3 separate regions of the Sus scrofa genome follow, and regions 1 and 3 are each linked to region 2. A link is a contact called in public HiChIP or PLAC-seq and promoter capture Hi-C data. All regions are on one chromosome and are shown on one strand. The core of a region is the stretch at or near the end of the contact, and the rest is flanking DNA. Distances in the headings are between cores, read along the strand shown.

What was found. Promoter capture Hi-C pulls out the DNA fragments that hold promoters and counts their contacts. HiChIP or PLAC-seq counts read pairs in DNA pulled down with a chosen protein or histone mark.
Region 1: a promoter capture Hi-C map of fetal liver shows a contact between it and region 2, with 4 times the contacts expected there. The contact joins the promoter of RPL18 here to the promoter of BCL2L12 in region 2. A contact is called at or near these places in 2 of 5 promoter capture datasets (fetal liver and liver) and 2 of 47 Hi-C or Micro-C datasets (skeletal muscle and subcutaneous adipose tissue).
Region 3: a contact with region 2 is called in an H3K27ac HiChIP or PLAC-seq map of alveolar macrophages. The contact joins the promoter of HSD17B14 here to the promoter of BCL2L12 in region 2. A contact is called at or near these places in 1 of 5 promoter capture datasets (fetal liver) and 1 of 2 datasets of contacts at active chromatin or transcription factors (alveolar macrophages).

The regions. Positions count from the first base shown.
Region 1 is chr6:53,977,041-53,980,247 of Sscrofa11.1, reverse strand. It overlaps RPL18 (60S ribosomal protein L18), which reads left to right and starts at 1,567. Exons shown (of 7, transcript XM_021094700.1): 1 at 1,567-1,719; 2 at 2,931-3,017. The coding sequence starts at 1,717.
Region 2 is chr6:54,704,791-54,707,716 of Sscrofa11.1, reverse strand. BCL2L12 (bcl-2-like protein 12) reads right to left here and starts at 1,264. Exons shown (of 10, transcript XM_013998657.2): 1 at 1,135-1,264; 2 at 826-860; 3 at 450-638; 4 at 397-448. The coding sequence starts at 1,264. It overlaps IRF3 (interferon regulatory factor 3), which reads left to right and starts at 1,638. Exons shown (of 8, transcript NM_213770.1): 1 at 1,638-1,802; 2 at 2,510-2,681; 3 at 2,767-2,837. The coding sequence starts at 1,638.
Region 3 is chr6:54,142,787-54,145,742 of Sscrofa11.1, reverse strand. HSD17B14 (17-beta-hydroxysteroid dehydrogenase 14) reads left to right here and starts at 1,600. Exons shown (of 10, transcript XM_021094705.1): 1 at 1,600-1,772; 2 at 2,133-2,298; 3 at 2,822-2,860. The coding sequence starts at 2,211. It overlaps PLEKHA4 (pleckstrin homology domain-containing family A member 4), which reads left to right. Exons shown (of 21, transcript XM_013998606.2): 18 at 397-415; 19 at 418-454; 20 at 848-960; 21 at 1,270-1,727. The coding sequence ends at 1,532.

The sequences.
Region 1 (3,207 bases), core at 318-2,817, 730 kb after region 2:
TATGTACCAAAGAGTGACCCAGAGAGAGATGGGGAAGAGAAACCCAGTAAGATGGAGAGACAGGGAAACAGTGTGTGAGCTTAGGGCTCCAGGGGAAACAAAGACAGATGCATTGATCGAAGAGGCTGGGACTCAGAGACCAGGGAACAGGGACAAGGATGGGGAGAAGAAAACTGTCCCAAGGTATGGTTATCTTGACTTGCAGATAGACCCTTACCTGATCGTGCTCCTCTTCTGCTTTAAGGAATCCATTCGTCTGCAGGCCCCCTGCTGTGTTACAACATCAACGTGGCCCCGGCTGGGAGGCCATGGGAGGGTGGTATGGGCAAGGAGTCAGGCATCATGGTCCAGGCTTGGCCTGTGGCTCTGGGGAGGAGAGATGAATAAGTAGGAGTATTAAGGGCAGAGAAGAGGAGGCCAAGCCCCAAGTGCTGGGGGCCCAAGGGGCAGGGCTTCCCAGAAGAGGAAGACAAGAATGGACAAGTCAGCTTCCTCATTGCCCCAACCAGTCCATCTGGTCCTCTCCACCTCCCCAGTGAGAGCCAACAGGATTAGAGGCTAATTGTTAACTCAGCGCTTAGAAGTACAAAGCATTGTCCCAAGCATTTAAACTAACTTATATAATGCTAGAAAACACTCCATGTGCCAGGCCTATTATCATCCCCTTCTTGCAAATAAGGAAAGTAATACACAAAAAAAGGTTTTGCCCAAGGTCTTATGCTTAGTAAGGAACTGAATTTGTCTCTGCTTCTCCCTAGACCTCCATCTTCCCTCTCTTTCTAACATCCTCCCACCTCCCGTCATTATTTCCCCCACCCTCCGTCTCTGTCCACTCCCCTCTGGGTCTCCATTCCTTCCCTCCTCTGAATCTCGGTCTCCCTCTCTCTAATTCTCTCCACTTTTCTTTTTCAGGAATTTTTTTCTCTCCACCGCGTCGCCCCAGCCCGCAGCCTCAGCTTGCCTCCTCTGCGCTCCAGTACCGTGCACATCCCTCATACCGAACCCGCTGGGCCACTTGAAACTCTCTGGCTGGGAGAAGCAGCCTCCGGGTGGCAGAGGCTGAGGAGGGGTTAAGGAAGGGCCATCTGGGAGAAGAGGGTGAAGCTGAACCTAAAAGGTGGAAACACCGGATGCCACAGACAGGACTGCAGCAAGAAGATCTCGGGTTAGACCTCAAGCAAGACTTCTCAAGCTGCGGCCGCGCCTGGCAAGCGCGGCACGAGACAAGGCAGAGGTGAACCCGATAAGGAAACGCTCAAAGATTGGGGTCAGACGGTTCCCTACGTCCGGACTGGTCCCGCCAGCCCCGCCTCCTCACCTCCAAGACTCGGGCCGCTGGGTCCTCCGGGAGCCACCGAGAGGCCGTCGGCGTCGGGCCAGAGCGTCAACGCACGACGCGTCTTCCTACTTCTGCGCGACATCTCCCTCGTTCCCAGCGCCCTTTCTTCCGGAAGACTATCGAGAACAGAGACTGGATATGGCCAGAGAGGCCCCGACGTACAGACCCTTCCCTCCTAGGGACCAGGGAACCGACACCCAATTCCGGAGGCGTCTATCTAGCCGGTCCTCCGATCACCATAGAGAGGGCGGGCGTCGCGGTAGAGTGCCGCGTCGCGTCCATGTGACGTCACGTACGAGCCCTTCACTGACGGCTTTCCCCGCCCACCCTAGCTCCCTGTCTCTCTTTCCGGACCTGGCTAAGGAGGAGGCGCCATCATGGTGAGCGCGCTTTGCGGAGTTTGGGCATTGATCATCCGTTGCCATCCGCTGCGGTCTGGGACCGAGGATGTTCCAGAGGGAGGCAGGGGTCCCAGGGTGTCCAAAGGAAGCGACTCCCGGGCTGGGGAGCTATTTTGGGGGCTTGAAGAGCAGAAATGGGAGTCGTCAATTTCTCGTCCTCCCGTATTCTTTTATGGTTCCCATTGAGTACATGACCAACTTGAGGGGTAAGGGAGTTAAATATGACCGGTAACGTAATGACAATAAAGAGCGGAGTCAGAATTCGGACCCAGGCGCTGATCCCACAGCCACTCTTGCCTGTGCTGCCCTTGGACCTGTCACTCCCCGGCCTGGAAAGCTGGGTTCTGGGGGAGTTGCTGAGCGTCTGGTGCCTGGGTGTGGGGACCAGGCAGGCTTCGATTCGAATCTCAATTCACTGCCCAACGTATCATTTCTGTGCGGGGAAAGCATCTTGACTTTATCATTGGGGGCCCAGTAATTATGTCTCACAGATGTGAGTTTGGGAAGAAATAAGTCCCGGGAAGTGTGCTTGTTGTAGGCTTTTGCGTATATTAAGTGCTGGAGGTATCAGTGGTCAAATACCTCTTTCCAGTTAATAGCATAGTAAACAAAAAAAAACCTCTTTAGGCAAGTAGGCAGGGGCTGTAGTGGAAATCGTAGGCTGCTTTCAGTTTTTTTTTAGCGCTAAAGTGGGAAACTAACTTCATAAAAGATTGTTGGATTCAAGGAGATAGTATAAGAAAAGTCCTAGAAGTAGTTTTGTACGGATTACTGAAAAAAAAAGTTCATTGATACCGTAATACCTTTTTAAGTCTGCCTTTGGTTTAAGTGATTTTGGTTCTGCTTTTTCGGAGTGAGTTTGGGGTGCTTAAATAATACATCCCTGAAAACACAGTTTAGTTCTTTGGAACTAAAAATTTGAGTCAGTGTGGCTCCTTTGTTGAGGTCTTTCAGGGTGTGTGCTGTGTGTCATGTGCTGAAGGCTTATGTTGAATTAGTTTTTTTCTACAAAGGGGTCATTGGGTAGGGGGTTAAGTGGTTTTTCCCAGAGCTCTCCGAGTGTCAGATTGGAGTTCGTTGTCTCCAGAGACTGCATTAGCTCTTGCTCAGAGGTAAGGGCTCATTGAGAATGTTTGTGAGGTGAGGATCGAGTCAGGGCTGGGTTCATGGTCTTCCCTTCACCCCTGCAGGGAGTTGACATCCGCCACAACAAGGACCGAAAGGTTCGACGCAAGGAGCCCAAGAGCCAGGACATCTACCTGAGGCTGCTGGTCAAGGTGAGGTTGGGCCTGAGACCCTTAGACAAGGCCACCCCCGAACTACAGGTTCCAGAGCCTCTGTGGCAGTATTGGTCCAAGCTCGAATCACTGGTTCTTTCTCCAAGCTTTTGGGGAGTCCAGAGTTTTTCATCCTCTGACCTTGGATGGGGAGGGAGGTTTTCTGGGTCTCCAGCCAGGAGAGATCTGG
Region 2 (2,926 bases), core at 15-2,514:
GGGCCTGGACTCTTGGTTTTCGGAGTAGGGGGCTGGGGGTCTGAACTCTTGAGTCTAAGAGAGAAGGAGACTGGGGCCTCAGATCCCTGAGTCCCCGAAGGAGAAGGAGGCTTGGGGCTCTGACTTCTCCATTCTGAAAGTATATGCCAAGCTATTCAAGTCCGTAGAGGATCAGGAACTACGATTCCCAGCAGACTTCGTAGCAAACATTCCCCTCCGTCCGTTACTTGTTCGCCGCGCAGCCTGCTGGGAGGTGTAGTTCCACTCTGACTCGGGCTGGAATTTGGGGGAGCCGGGACACGCAGATGTCGGGGAAGCGTGACTGGGCTACCTGCTCCTAGATCCCGGCCCCCTTTTCTTCCCTGCTCACCTAGCTCTCCCTCACCTCCCGCTCACCTGGTCCCGGGCCCCGCCGCCGCCGCCTCCTCCACTGAACTTGTATAAACTTTCCTTAGGGCGACTTTCCCGCGCCTGCGCAATGACTGTACCGGCTAGGAGCCGGCCCAAACGTGGAAGGGGCGGGGCGATGAGGCCCGCCTAATTTGCATAGAACGCTCCCAGCATGCCCGTGGTCGGAAGACCTAAAAAGGGCATGATGGGCGGGGGAGTTTTCCCGGCTCACTGTACCGCCTCTCTGGCTGTCGAGTCGATAATCCTAACGACGTTAAAGTCGTTTTTATTTCAAGAAATCAACAGAAAACAAGTCCCACCTCTAAAACTCAGCTGACGAGAAGTGGGGTGTGCGGCGGCGAGTTCGAGAGCTACGGGGCTTCAAACGCAGGAGTGGGTTTTCTGGGTTTCTGGGTTCCTGGGTTCCCGGCGCACCTCCTCCCGGCACTCTACGCGCCTCGACCCACTACCTAGGTAACGCGGAAAAGCGGGGGAGTTGGTGGCGTCCAGTAGTGAAGAATGGGACGGAGGAAGGATGCGTCTGCCTTGACAGTGGGGAAGGGGGTTTGTGTACGCTGGGGAAAGTGAAGCGAGAAGGAAAGGAAGTGAAGCAATGGCTGGCTGTAAAACAAAACTTAGAAAAGTAGTTGGTAGGAGAGAAGAGGAGGTGTCCACACTGGGGTATCTAGGGGAGAGAAGGACTCTGTGAATGAGAAGCGATCCACTCTGGGAAGTGGGGCGTGCCGCGGAGGAGGGAGGCCGTCTGTTTGGGAGGAACTGTGGTTGGTCGGTCTATGAGTGAGGGGTTCTGGGGAGCGGGGGGAGCTACACTGGAGTTGAGTGTGGGAGGTAGAGGTCTGCGAGTCCCTAGCATGTGCACGGCAGTAACGGGAGGGAGGCGTCTACCCTGGAGATAAGAGTACCTGCACTGTGTGATGTGGGGGAGGGAAGGGCTTTCAGTGGAGTGGGGAAGGTCTACACTGGCGGAATTGAGGAAGGTAGAATTGAGGGAGGTAGAGGTATGTAGATAAAAGAAGCTGGGGAAAGGAGAGGGGTTTTGGAGGGACTCCTCTCTGAATTAGGGAGCCTCTCTGGAGGATGGGAGGTCTCCTGTCTGTACCCCAGGAGAATAGAGGTGAGGACCCTGCGCCGTGGCGCTTGAGAGGGAGGTCTGGGTTCGGAACCTTCCAACTGGGTGGGCCTGGGAGTCCGCCTATATCCAGGAACTGTCCCCGGCGCACAGGCCCATGGGAACTCAGAAGCCTCGGATCCTGCCCTGGCTGATATCTCAGCTGAACCAGGGGCAACTGGAGGGCGTGGCCTGGCTGGATGAGGGCCACACGCGCTTCCGCATCCCTTGGAAGCACGGCTTGCGGCAGGATGCCCAGCAGGAGGACTTCGGCATCTTCCAGGTGCGCGCGCGCCGGGCCCGGGGACTCCAAGGGGACGGGGCCGAGGGATGGGATCAGCTCGACCGCGCGGCCCACGCTTATTCTGGCAGGTGGGGGTGGATGGAGTTAGAACTGGGAGGGGCGAAGTTAGTACGACGCGCAGATGGGCGTCTGACAGCCGTGAGGATTGGAGCCGCCAGGTCCCAGGAATAGAACCGGGCAAGTGAAGGAAATGCATCCTGGGGTGGGAGGGGAGTGGTGGTGGTAGGGAACCCCCTGGGGTGGGGCTTTTGGTTGTAGAATTCTGGGGGCGGACCTTGGAATATTAGAGGCAAGACTCGACCCTGAAGCCGAGGTTGCCACGGAAGTAGGATATGCCGGTGGTGTTAAGCCTAATGACGAAGAGTGTCCTGGGGCAGCGCACTGGCAGTTAGACACCCATTAGGACCAGGAGGCTGGCTTAGAAAGCAAATGTTTTTGAAGGGTGGAGGTAAGGGGGATTTGGGGCACAGAGAATTCCAGAGCTTGGGGATGAGAACTAAGTTAGAACGTGCAAAGGGAATTGGCACAATATTGTAAATCAACTATGGTTTCAAAAACAAAAACAAAAACAAAACCTGCCAGGGGAGGGCAAGGTGGTGTTAGGACAAGAGGAGCCAAGGTTAGGACCCCTGGGGGCAAGATTTAAGTCATCCTCTTCACTATCTTGGTACCACTGGTCCCCCCAGGCCTGGGCCGAGGCCAGTGGTGCCTACACTCCTGGGAAGGATAAGCCCGACCTGCCCACCTGGAAGAGGAATTTCCGGTCTGCCCTGAACCGGAAAGAAGCATTGCGTTTAGCAGAGGACCACAGCAAGGACCCCCACGACCCACACAAGATCTATGAGTTTGTGACCTCAGGTGTGCTGAAGTGAGGCTTTGCTTGGAGGGATGGGATTTCGGGTGTCCCCAGAGCCCCTACTCCACTCACCACCTTTCTCGACAGGAGTTGGGGACTTTCCTGAGCCAGACACCTCTCTAGACCTCAGTGGCAGATACAGTACCTCTGATACCCACGTAAGAATGCGCCCCGACCGTCCTGCGCTCAGCCCCTGCCTCATGCATCCTCAGGGGCCTAGCGAGGCCACCATCACTCCAGGCTCCAC
Region 3 (2,956 bases), core at 351-2,850, 560 kb after region 2:
AATCCGACTAGGAACCATGAGGTTGTGGGTTCGGTCCCTGCCCTTGCTCAGTGGGTTAACGATCCGGCGTTGCCGTGAGCTGTGGTGTAGGTTGCAGACGCGGCTCGGATCCCGCGTGGCTGTGGCTCTGGCGTAGGCCGGTGGCTACAGCTCTGATTCAACCCCTAGCCTGGGAACCTCCATATGCCGCGGGAGCGGCCCAAGAAATAGCAACAACAACAACAACAACAACAAAAAGACAAAAGACAAAAAAGACAAAAAAAAAAAAAAAAAGACATTTGCCATGTTTGGGGGGGGGCAATTTTCTCTCTTCGCTAAGCTCCTTCACTTCATCCTCAAAATGAGGACGTGAGGGCTTCCTGGGGGAGGAATTCTAATGCTCCAATTCCTTTGCAGCCTGCCCTGGGACACTCAGGAGCCAGAAATGGCTCAGAAGCTCTGGGTCCTGGAGCAGGTAAGGAATTGGAGATCCAAACTAGAAGCAAGAAAGTCAACAAAAGGGTGAGGAGTAGCATTAAGTATTAATGTCTCCTGAGTACTCTTGAGTACCAGGGTATGGATGGCAGAACATTTCAGAGACGCTTGAATTCCTGGGGAATGAGAAAGCCCTAGTTCACAGCGGTTCCACCGTTGCTGTCAAACTCTGCTCCTCTGTCGGGAAGTTTTCGGGCAATTGGACTACAGATCCCATAATGCACGCAGACTTAAAAAGAGGGTCTCGCCCTGTTCAAAATCCTTTAGAGCCATATGCTAGGGACTACAACTCCCAGAAGGACACGCTCTGCACCGTGGTCCTCACCTTACAGGCAAATTATTCAAGGCCACCCCTGCATCTTCTTTTTTCTAGTCCGAGGAACACGACCCCTTATTTACCAACATCTGAGGGTCACCGGGAGCGAGTTCTCAGCCTCTCTCAAGCCTTGGCTGCTGAGGCGTCACAGTGGCACCGAATGATGACAGGTGAGAATGGGCTGGGGACCTTGGGCTCCTGGGTGTTAGGGAAGAGGGAGTCTGGAGGCCCGGAATCCTAGGTCCTGGTGGGGAGGGGGGTCCGACGACCGCCAGAAACCCTCTGCCTTGGTAAAGAAAGAGCTGGACAGGGCTTGGGGGTTCCAGACCCCAGTAGGAGGGGACTGGATCCCAGGACTGCCGTGTCTGGGGAGGAGAGGACGGGGAGCCTGGACTCCTAGGTTTGAGAGGAAAGTCCTGGGTGTCGGGACTTCTGGGTCCCAAAGTTTGCCATTCTCGTTCTCCGTCCGTCCTCTCCAGGTGGCAGTTTGGACTCTCGAGGAGACCCTCTTCCCCCTGCGTCGCCACCTCCGTCAGATCCCACGCCCTGCGTGTCCTCGCCCCCAAGATCTCCTCCAGTGGCCAGTTCCCACTCCACGGGGTTCTCCCACCGAGGGACTGGGCGCGACGCAGGCCCGGCCTCTTGGGAGCCGACCTGGGATTCCGGGACCGCCCCTCCCGCGCTAACCCCAGACGAGGAGGCGTGGCCTCTGAGAGTCACGCTGCTACAGTCCAGCTTCTGACCCGCCCAAGCAGGGCAGCCAATCAGAGCTGGAGGGCGTGTCCCGGAGGTACTTCCGGGACAGATGGAGCCTCTTCCCTCACCTGAGGGCGTGATCTGGTCCCCTCCCGGTGGCCGAGGAGTGGCTACTTTGGCCAAAGTTTGATTTTCCCAATACTTGTCCAAATTTGGATTAAAACATTGAACTCTTAGTCGATAACTTTCTGTCTGTTTGGAGTTGTGACACCGGTGTCTCGAAGAGGTAGAGCTGGAGTGGTGAACTCCTGGGTCCCGCGGGAGGAGGGGACAGCGGACTCAGCTTTGTGTGTCAGAGGAACGGGGGGAGCTCGAGGTCTGGATTACTGAGTCTGAGGGAGGAGGGGGCCGGCGACCTGGATTCCTGGGTCTGAAGGAAGAGAGGACCCGGGACCTGGACTTTGGAGTCCAAGGTCCGGCAGAGGGGGCCGGACTCCAGGAATCCCGAGTTTGAGGGTTGGGGGACCGGCCTCCTGGGTCTGAGGGAGGAGGGGGCTGGGGCCAAGTTCCAGGCTTCTGGCTTTCCTGGCAACGCCCCCGGGGCCGGGCTTCAGGATCCAGCCCCTATTTATGGTTCGACCCCAAGACCTCACCGGACTTCAGAGGGGGATAGAAGCCTCGAGTGAGTGTGAGTGAGTGGCCGAAGGAGACCTTCTGACGCGGGATGGCAACGGGAACGCGCTATGCCGGGAAGGTGGTAATCGTGACGGGGGGCGGGCGCGGCATCGGAGCTGGGATCGTCCGAGCCTTCGGTGAGTGGGGTCTGGTCGGCTCTGAACAGTGGAGTCTGGGAGCGGAGGGACCCGGGGGCTAATGGGTGTGGGACGAAGTATCTTCTGTACTGGAATCTAGATTCTTGTCTCGTAAAATCCAATTTGCAAAGTTAACGAAGGGAAGGCAGAGGTGGCCTGGGGCCTGAGATTGCGGCGGATTTTCAAATGCCATTGACTCCCTTTCTCTGGGTCTCAGCTATTGCTACAGAATGGGGGGCCGGGGGTGGTGGTTGAAGGAATATGTCTTTTGGAGGTTTAGGGTTTACTCTAGAACCCAGGGATGGAGACTCAGGAGCCCCAGAAGTCACCTGGAATAGCCAAGGAGAAGGCTAGGCTTCTGCCTTTTGCCCTACGGGATCATCATGAGACTTTGGGGTCACGAGGGGAACAGAGCTGGGGCGGTGGTGGGGGGGGAACGGCCCTGTTCCGGGTGGCCACAGAGGGCAGCAGAGATCTTCACCAAGGTCTCTGCAGGGCTAACCTATTCCCTGTCTATTCGCAGTGGAAAGTGGCGCCCAGGTGGTGATCTGTGACAAAGACGGTGAGTGAGGGTCCCCCAGTCCTCAGCCCACTGCCTCCTCCCTTAGATTCAAGAAGAATACAGGCCCCAGCACCCTCCTCCCTCAGACCCAGGATC